Regions from separate parts of the Mus musculus genome. Here regions 1 and 3 are each linked to region 2. The links are chromatin contacts, called in public promoter capture Hi-C maps. All regions are on one chromosome and are shown on one strand. Each heading gives the region's core, a stretch centred on a gene start, on an enhancer-like site or on the middle of the called end of the contact. The rest is flanking DNA. Distances are from core to core; before and after follow the strand shown.

Region 1 (2,700 bases), core at 10-2,509, 910 kb before region 2:
TACCCTATAGGTGGAACAACAATGTGAAATAACCAGTACCCCCAGAGCTCATGTCTCTAGCTGCATATGTAGCAGAAGTTGGCCTAGTCGGCCATCATTGGGAAGAGAGGCCCCTTGGTCTTGTAAACTTTATATGTCCTAGTACAGGGGTATGCCAGGGCCAAGAAGTGGGAGTGGGTGGGTAGGGGAGCAGGGCAGGAGAGAGGGTATAGGGGACTTTCAGGATAGCATTTGAAATATAAATGAAGAAAAAAAAATCTAACAAAGAAATGGAAAAAAAAAAAAAACATCAAGTACCAGGAATGGGCTATATGTTGTTGAGTTGTTGGTCAAAGAAGTCCCACAGGTCCCATTCCCTAGCATCCCAGGCTATTGCCAAGGAAAGCCATTATTTACTCTCCACAACCTGATGGGAAGGTCCTATTGATGAAGACACTGCTTTCTGGTAGCATTTTCTTATATCATTAAATTTGGAGAAATAAAACTAGTGCCCCAGAATTCATGGTGCTGGATGGCATTTTCCATGATAGTGAAGAAAAAAGTAATGATCAATGTCACCCAGCCACAAACACTTCAACCTGTAACAATGACCTGCCTGTGAGATAGATCCATAGAGTAGAGCATCTCTGAACCCTCATCCAAGAAGATTCTTCTTACAGTACATGGTAATGAACAAAAAATATTTACAGCTGGAGGATAAATAGAGCGTGAGAGGCTTTGTAGCCCTCAGCTCTTATTGGGATGCCATTATCAACCCCATTCCCAAGGCTCAGGGATCTACAGTAAAGAGAAGGTGAAATTATTTTAACAGCCAGAGGTAGTGTATGACTGTAAGGAAAGAGTATCTTTCAGACATAACAGGCTGATAAACAGAGGCTGTGACGGCATGCCAAGACCTTCACAAGTTAAATCCAAACAAAAATCCCAGCATTGAGAAGGGGAGACAAAGTCTTACTACTAATCTAGTACATTTTTACTATTGGTACTTAGTAGCTGCTGGTAAAAGGGTTAGCAGTTTTCTCAGTGGGGTATCATTGGGTATATCAATCACACTGCAGAATTCCAGGCCCAGGAAGAATTAGAGAAGAAACCATGAAGTTGAGTAAATAGAAAGGTGAGGAACATCTGGGAGGAGGGTAAAAAAATGTGTTAAAGAATTGTCCTATAACTGAGAATATTTTTGAAATTCAGATTCTTAAACCCTGGCCCAGATGTGCTGACTCATATACTCAAGGGACTGAGCTCAAGTGTTCTGTGATTTAATAGTCTCATTACTGTGTTTTTATGCCCAATAAGATCGGAGGAGGAGACTACTGGCTTATGTAACATCCATTATTTGAACTTCTGAAGACTGTCCATAGCTAAAATATAACTATTTTGTGAAGTCTATCAACATATAATAAAACCTGTTATTCTTTCTCAGCTGGGTGCAGAATCTTACAATATGTTAACTTATTCCTTCACAAAATCTCTCTACTTTCTAGTTCTCCAATATTTTATTTCTGCCAGGAAAATATTAAAAGTGCCTTCTTCTTTGTGTATATTTAATTTTTCATTCAGGAAATATTTATTGACAGTCACTATAGGCCAATCACAAGGCTGCTTTATTGGAAGCAATGGACACCTTTGTTTGTATTATTGCTGTTGATTATTAATTTCTATTGTTCAAATATTGGTATTCTCAGGTATTCATTCTCTTCCCTAGAATTTGTTTTGTTTTGGTTTTCGGTTCATGGATATAGTAATTCTTCTTCGACTGTCTCTGGTGATTTTCATGAGGTGGATTTTCACAGATTCTTGCTGTTGTTCTTAGAGTCTCTATTATTGTTACTGTTTATTCAGAGTTCTACCCACAAAATAGTCTTTTCTACTGTTTTTTTTTTTTTGTCCTTTCTGTATGCCTTTTCCCTTTTACTCCTTAAACTGATAATCATTGTATTTTTTATTTTTATTTTATTTTTCTATGAAATTCTTTCACATTTGTAATATTTATTTATTTTACATGTATACACATGGGGGTGTGCATGCACATGTGCTCTAATGTATGTGTGTTATGTACATATGTGTACATACACATGGGCATGGGAAGGCCAGAGGTCCTTTTATCTTGCTTGTGGATACTGGGTCTCTTACTGAGAGCTGGAAGTCACTGATTAGGTTAGCATGACTGGTGAAGCTATCACAGCTTCCTCGGTGCTGGGATTACAGACACGTGTTATGATGCTTGACTCTCTATATGGATGCTCAGTGTAGAACCAATACCCTCAAGCAAGCATTTTTACTAACTGAGGTAACGCCTACAACCCATATTTCTTATATTTTTGCATTTACAGTACAGTTTGTATATTAATTCATTCACAGAGTCCATATGACTTCAATTAAATTATTTTTGTAGTGTTGAAAACTTAATTCTACAGTTCATATCCAGTCATGCTTATTTATTCTTAGCTCTGCTCTGCTCTTCTCTTGAGTACAACATCAGTAGGTATGCTCAGGCTTTCTGCTAAATTCATCATCTAAATCACTTGGAGACATTCCTCTGATTATCTTCTGTTCTAACGCAGGCTACTCTGCCCTGCTTTGTATCTCTAGTGTGTATTTTTATGGTATCTGGCCTTTTGGGCATATGATCCAACATATAATCCACTGGATTTTGCTCTAATAGTGATATTTGCATAAAGAATAGAAAACTCAGATATT
Region 2 (2,801 bases), core at 192-2,691:
GCTTGGGGTAGAAGGTGGTTAGGGAGACAAAAGATCCTCCTGGGGACAAGGCAGGCCTGAAACTTCAGAGAGAAACATACACAACGCTGGCAAAAAAGGGAGGCGTACATACTTCTTAACTCCTCCCTCACAATCTTGAATCCTCAGTGGTTCTGACTAGCATTAGCCAGCAGATTGGGCCTATAGGAAGCTTGAGTAAGATACAGAAGCAGGAAGAGTATTCCATAGCTAGAGGTGAGGACTCTGCATGTAACTCCACAGCAGAGGGGAATAAGGTCTCTTGCACCATAGAGAAGAGGAATTTAGACGATAGTCTCATCTACAGGGAGGAATACAGTCCCAGGACCTCTGATTTGTCTGGGTACCTGCAAAAGCTCCTTTCAAAGAAGAGTTCCCTGGAGGGAAATGGCCTAGCAGCCCAGGCAAGGTATGAAAACTGGGTTGCCCAAGTAAGGGGCAGTTGCTGTTTTGCCCTACCAGAGAATTGGGGGTTGGGGGCCTTGAGCACCCTTGCCTCTATCTGGGCTTTCTCATGAAAAGCCATACACACTATGTTGTAAAGCAATTATGATAAAGTTTCAGCAAGAATTGGGGGAGAGCCCCTCAATGGAGAGTCTCTCCAACAAAATACCTAGATGGGAGGATAGAGAAGGAGCTCCTCCCCCCGGAAAATGACAACATAGGCCAGGAGTCTGAGGACCTTATCCATACAATTGGGGATAACAGGGATAAGATGTGAGAGGTTCTCCAGGGTATTTTAGGACCCTGGAGCTCCTAATATAGCCACTCTTACTGGAAACTTCCATCTTCAGAGCACTGGGGAACATATTCAGCCTGCTTCAGAAAGGCCTTCTCTCTTTGTAGCTCACAGGGGCGGAGTGGCTGTGCATCTACCTGGTACTCTGTGTGAAGGGAAGTGATATGTGAGAAGGGTACAGGTCTGCCCCTTTCCTCCCAGTCCTACACCCGTACCCCACTCCCACCCCTGACACAGACACCTTTACTTTACAGTCTTCACCTTCCCAGTCTTACTGGAAACCATTATTTCCATCCCCAGGATACTTTTAGCTCATTTAATCATTTGTGCTTTCCTGGGAGGTGATGGGAATGTCTTCATTCTCCTAGCTTTTTATCACTACTCTCAATATCCAGCTCTGGGACCTCAGGCGATTCAGCTCATCTCTCTGAACCTCTTTCATCTGAGCAGCAAAGAGCAAATATCTAGCCTCTGGGCATTTGTGAGGTTAGATGAGATCAGGCATGCTTAAGGGCCCTGGCCAGAGCCTAGCTGAACCATATGACTGAAACCTCCCTCCTCAAACTCATAGCCTCAGCATTAGCAAACTTACCAAAGATGTTGGCTGCTACCAGGCAGACTGAGCTCAACAAAGTAGAGACCCACAAGACCAGGGCCGTCATCCTGTCCCCTACTGGGATGAAGGGGTAGGAGCAATGTCCCATCTGAGTCTACTCATCAGGGAGCCTTTATAGCACAGTGGCAAGCAGTGCTCTCCTGTTCAAGGACACTTGACAGGGCAGTGGCTCACTTTGTTTTCTCTGCCAGTCACAGGAACTCCTTCTTCTTGAGTATGGTCCCACTAAGAATACTCAAGTGGTCAGTAGGGTGACCACTCCAGTCTATGGGGACAAGAAATGTGAGGTTGGCATTAAAACTTTTTTTTACAGGCAAATGCCAGGGTTCTGTACCCTTAGGAGTGACAGAAGTTCGATCATAAAACTGTGGAAGATAAAATACCTCCTCTTCCTCCTGATTCCCTCACTGTCTCCTCCTTCTCTCCCCTTCTTTCCTTCCTTCCTTCCTTCCTTCCTTCCTTCCTTCCTTCCTTCCTTCCTTCCTTCCTTCTGTTTAAAGCCTAATATCTGTAGGTAATACTGTAGAAAATGAAGCCATGGCAGAAAACAAAACAGGACAATTCTGTTGTCATTAATATTGAATTCAGAATCGTACTGAAGGAATCCAAGTATACCTCTTGCATGCATGAGCACACATGTATATGTGCACACCTTTCTCTAGTCCCCCTTTTCTGAGGACTTAACCCTGCCAAGCCAAGCTAGCAGAGGCAGGCAGTGGGATTCTTTCACACATAAGGCCCATATGTCCATGCACTGTCAGGATCAGCTTCTCTCCTTCTCAGCTGCCCCTGTGTAATGTATGAAAATGACCATTATTCCTGAGAAGAAGGAGGTGTCCTTCTTCTAAACGAAGCTGAGAAGATAGTGGCCATGCATACCTACTTGTCTGCAGGCTCTCTTCAAGGGAGCAAACAAAGAATTGAGGAAGGCGGCTCGTCCATACCATCACCATTGCTGTTATTACTTTCTCAATGTGCAAAGGGCATCATTATGCGGGGCAACGACAAATACACAGAACACAGGGCAGGACAAAGGGCAGAGGCCAGTGAATGATGTCTCAAGGGTGGAGTGGAGGAGGGGCACAGAGTCTGAATAATGGTATCCTTAAGAAAAGGAAGCAGCATTGTGGGAAGAGATCCTGTCTCCCACTGGGAAGACACCAAGGGCTCACACTGCACTGGATAGAGACCAAGAGGGGATGTTGGAGAGACCAGGCAGGTTAACTATGGCTTTCACAGCTTGACATAAATGCCCCAAATTGTCAACCATTCGAGCTGGTTTGGGCTGCCATCACAGAGTATTGTGGATTTAGTGGCTTACACAATGGCCAAGGTTCTCCTCAGAGCTCTGGGGACTGGAAGACTGAAAGGAAGGTGTCAGGGTTTGTTTCTGAGTCTCCTCTCTGTGGCTTATGGGTGCCAGGCAAT
Region 3 (2,700 bases), core at 151-2,650, 870 kb before region 2:
AGCATAAGAACTGTATCTGTTTGGACTCTATCTCCAATGCTTAGAGCAAACCTTGGCACATGCCAAGAGCTCAATCAATATTTGTTGACTGTCAAATAGAAATAGTGTTCCTATCCTGAAAGACTGCATTTTAGTAGCGTTGTCAAACACTTTCTATAATAAAGCTGTATGTTATAAGGTGTTACAGAAGCTCTATAGCGAAGACTTAACTCTTCCTTGGAAAGTTAGCATGGGACCTTGAAGAGTAAGTAAGATGTTTTTTAGGCTAAAAAGTAGGGTATGGCATCCATTCAGGTAGCAAAATCAGCACTATGTACACAGGTAGGAGGGAACACTGGGAATGGTGGCTTGGCTAAAGCTTAGGTAATCTGTAGAAGGGGAAGCAGGAGACAAAGATTCATAGAGGCCCACTGGTTGCCTGAGAACATGGCTTATATGTAGTTACTGATGCTTTAATCTTTTTCAATAAATATTGTAAGAGTTGATGCTCAAACATCAGTGGTAAGACAAGACATATACCTGCCTAACATTTGGCTGTGGGTCTCTGCATCTGCTCCAGTCAGCTGCTAGAAGCAGCCTCTCAGATGATGATTGGACTAGGCACTGATCTATGAATATAGCAGAACATCATTAGGAATAATTTTGTTCACTGAATCCAGAAAAGGGGATTCTTGACGTTCCCTGGCTACCTATCCAGTCAAATTGGTAAGCTCCAGGTTCAATGAGAGGCTCTTCTCAAAAATAAAGTGGAGAGTGGTTAAAGAAGACACCTATCAATGGCTTTTATCTTCCCCCTGCACCTGTAAATAGATACACAGAGAGGAGGAAGAGAAAGAACAGGTGGAGAGGAGACAGAGTAGAAGGAGAGACAGAAGCTATTAATCCCAACTAAATTTAAGAGATGACCTGGTATTGTTATTACATGGGAGGTGACAGATAACTGCTTCTCTTCTAGTTTGCAATGAAGTGAACCTTTTCTCTTTCAAGTGTTAAATATGGCAGCATCTCAGACCCTTACAGCAAGAAACTGCCCAGAAAACATTCAGTCCAGCACCTCTCAAATTTACTGCACAGCAGGATCTCTCAGAAGCACAGCTCTTGAAAGCAGCCTGAGAGATTCAGCTCAGTTCCCAGTTCAATAGGCCTGGCCTCATGGTAAAAATCTGAATATCTAACAAGCTATCAAGGGATGCTGAAACCACGTGCTCACAGACAACAGTCCTAGTAAGCTAAAAATCCACCATTAGAAGGCTAGGACACACAGTAGAGGAAAAAGCTGGCTTGAGAACCCAATCAAGAACTGAGTCACACTTTGCCATGCAATCCAGAAATATTTCAAGTAGTATCCCCAGCATTCAGCACTGGACATCATGTGCCTCCACAGAATGCATTTCTCTGTAGCAAGCATCTGGCCCAGTCTGCCTCTCCCTCTGCCCTGAGTATGCATCTCACCCAGTCTACATCTCCCTCCCATCCTACAATATGCCTCTTCACACAGCATGTATCTGTCCTCAGCATGCATCTCTTTACTGCAGGCGTCTCTTCCCAGTAAGCATCTTTCCAAGCATGCGTATCCCCTACCAGGCCACTCTCCTAAAACATTCATCTTCCCCATCTACTCCACTCTATATGTCTCCTCCCAGCATGCATTTCCCACAGTGGATATGTTCTCAACAGCATGCATCTCCCACAGAGACTCCATCAAGAATTGCTTGGGTGTGGTGTCAACTATATGGCTCAGTGGATAAAACTGCTTGCCATTTGAGCCTAATGACCTGAGTTCCAGCCTCAGAACCTAGGTTAATGCAAAAGGAGAGAACTAACTCTACAAAGTTCCTCTCTAGGCTCCGAAGAAGTGATGTGGCATGAACACACACACACATACACACACATGCATATATGTGCACACACTTACACAAATAAATGAAGCATTTTTAAATGATTGCTTTGTTTACCCCAGTCTTTCTACGCACGTCTAATAGAATCTGATTCATATGGTGTGCTCAAGCCTCCTTCACCTCCCTGTGCTGGATAATAAAAGCTTAATTGGCTAATCACCAGCCTAGATGAGGGAGGCCTGAGAGAAGGTTAAGTGGGATCAAACATACCTTTCTGCCACCATTCAAGAAGAAAATTGACTTGCAACAAAAATGATGTATAGTAGCACCCAGTGTCATCTCTGTCCTTTTATAGCTCAATTCACTGTCATCTTTGTCCTTCCCCACTTGGTTCTACTCACCTACAAGGGCAATCTTCTCCCAATTGATGCCCTATTACAACACCATAAGGTCCACCAAGGATAGCCTGTGAGTTTCTTCCAAAGCTCCTATAGTATGGGTTTCCTATCAGTTCAAGGTAGACATTTGCTGCAAGAGCTCAGTTAATATGTATGAACAACCTGAGGATGGTGCAGTTTGTTCTGTTTTCTGTTTCTAACACAAGGCCATGGTCCTAGGATGTGAGTCAGTATCTGCTGCCACACAGAATCCATTTACAGAAGTCAGCAATGGAAGTAACTGCCAAGATATTAAAAAAGCAGGAACCAGCTGTCGAGACAATTCCAAGGTTAACAACCAGAAGAAGCTACTAACCCAGGCCTGTTTTCCACAATTAAGAGCGAATACCGGCCCTAGGGGGGCAGAATCTTTGAAGATGGCTGTGACAATTAATCATCATTGCAAAGTGGATTATAAACCATTT

Evidence for each region. Promoter capture Hi-C pulls out the DNA fragments that hold promoters and counts their contacts.
Region 1: a promoter capture Hi-C map of pre-B cells shows a contact between it and region 2, with 6 times the contacts expected there. The contact joins the enhancer-like site here to the promoter of Tg in region 2. A contact is called at or near these places in 4 of 39 promoter capture datasets (the 3T3-L1 cell line, hippocampal neurons, pre-B cells and 1 more).
Region 3: a promoter capture Hi-C map of pre-B cells shows a contact between it and region 2, with 4 times the contacts expected there. The contact joins the enhancer-like site here to the promoter of Tg in region 2. A contact is called at or near these places in 6 of 39 promoter capture datasets (the 3T3-L1 cell line, hematopoietic stem and progenitor cells, liver and 1 more).

The regions. Positions count from the first base shown.
Region 1 is chr15:67,575,325-67,578,024 of GRCm38.p6, reverse strand. No RefSeq gene overlaps it. Among named protein-coding and RNA genes, the nearest start is that of 1700012I11Rik, 350 kb to the right of the region's middle. Within about 2 kb of position 1,259, at least 5 of the 459 cell types and tissues checked have an H3K27ac peak or open chromatin away from gene starts, as enhancers often do.
Region 2 is chr15:66,669,410-66,672,210 of GRCm38.p6, reverse strand. Tg (thyroglobulin) reads right to left here and starts at 1,441. Exons shown (of 48, transcript NM_009375.2): 1 at 1,350-1,441; 2 at 794-902. The coding sequence starts at 1,419.
Region 3 is chr15:67,542,356-67,545,055 of GRCm38.p6, reverse strand. No RefSeq gene overlaps it. Among named protein-coding and RNA genes, the nearest start is that of 1700012I11Rik, 320 kb to the right of the region's middle. Within about 2 kb of position 1,400, at least 6 of the 459 cell types and tissues checked have an H3K27ac peak or open chromatin away from gene starts, as enhancers often do.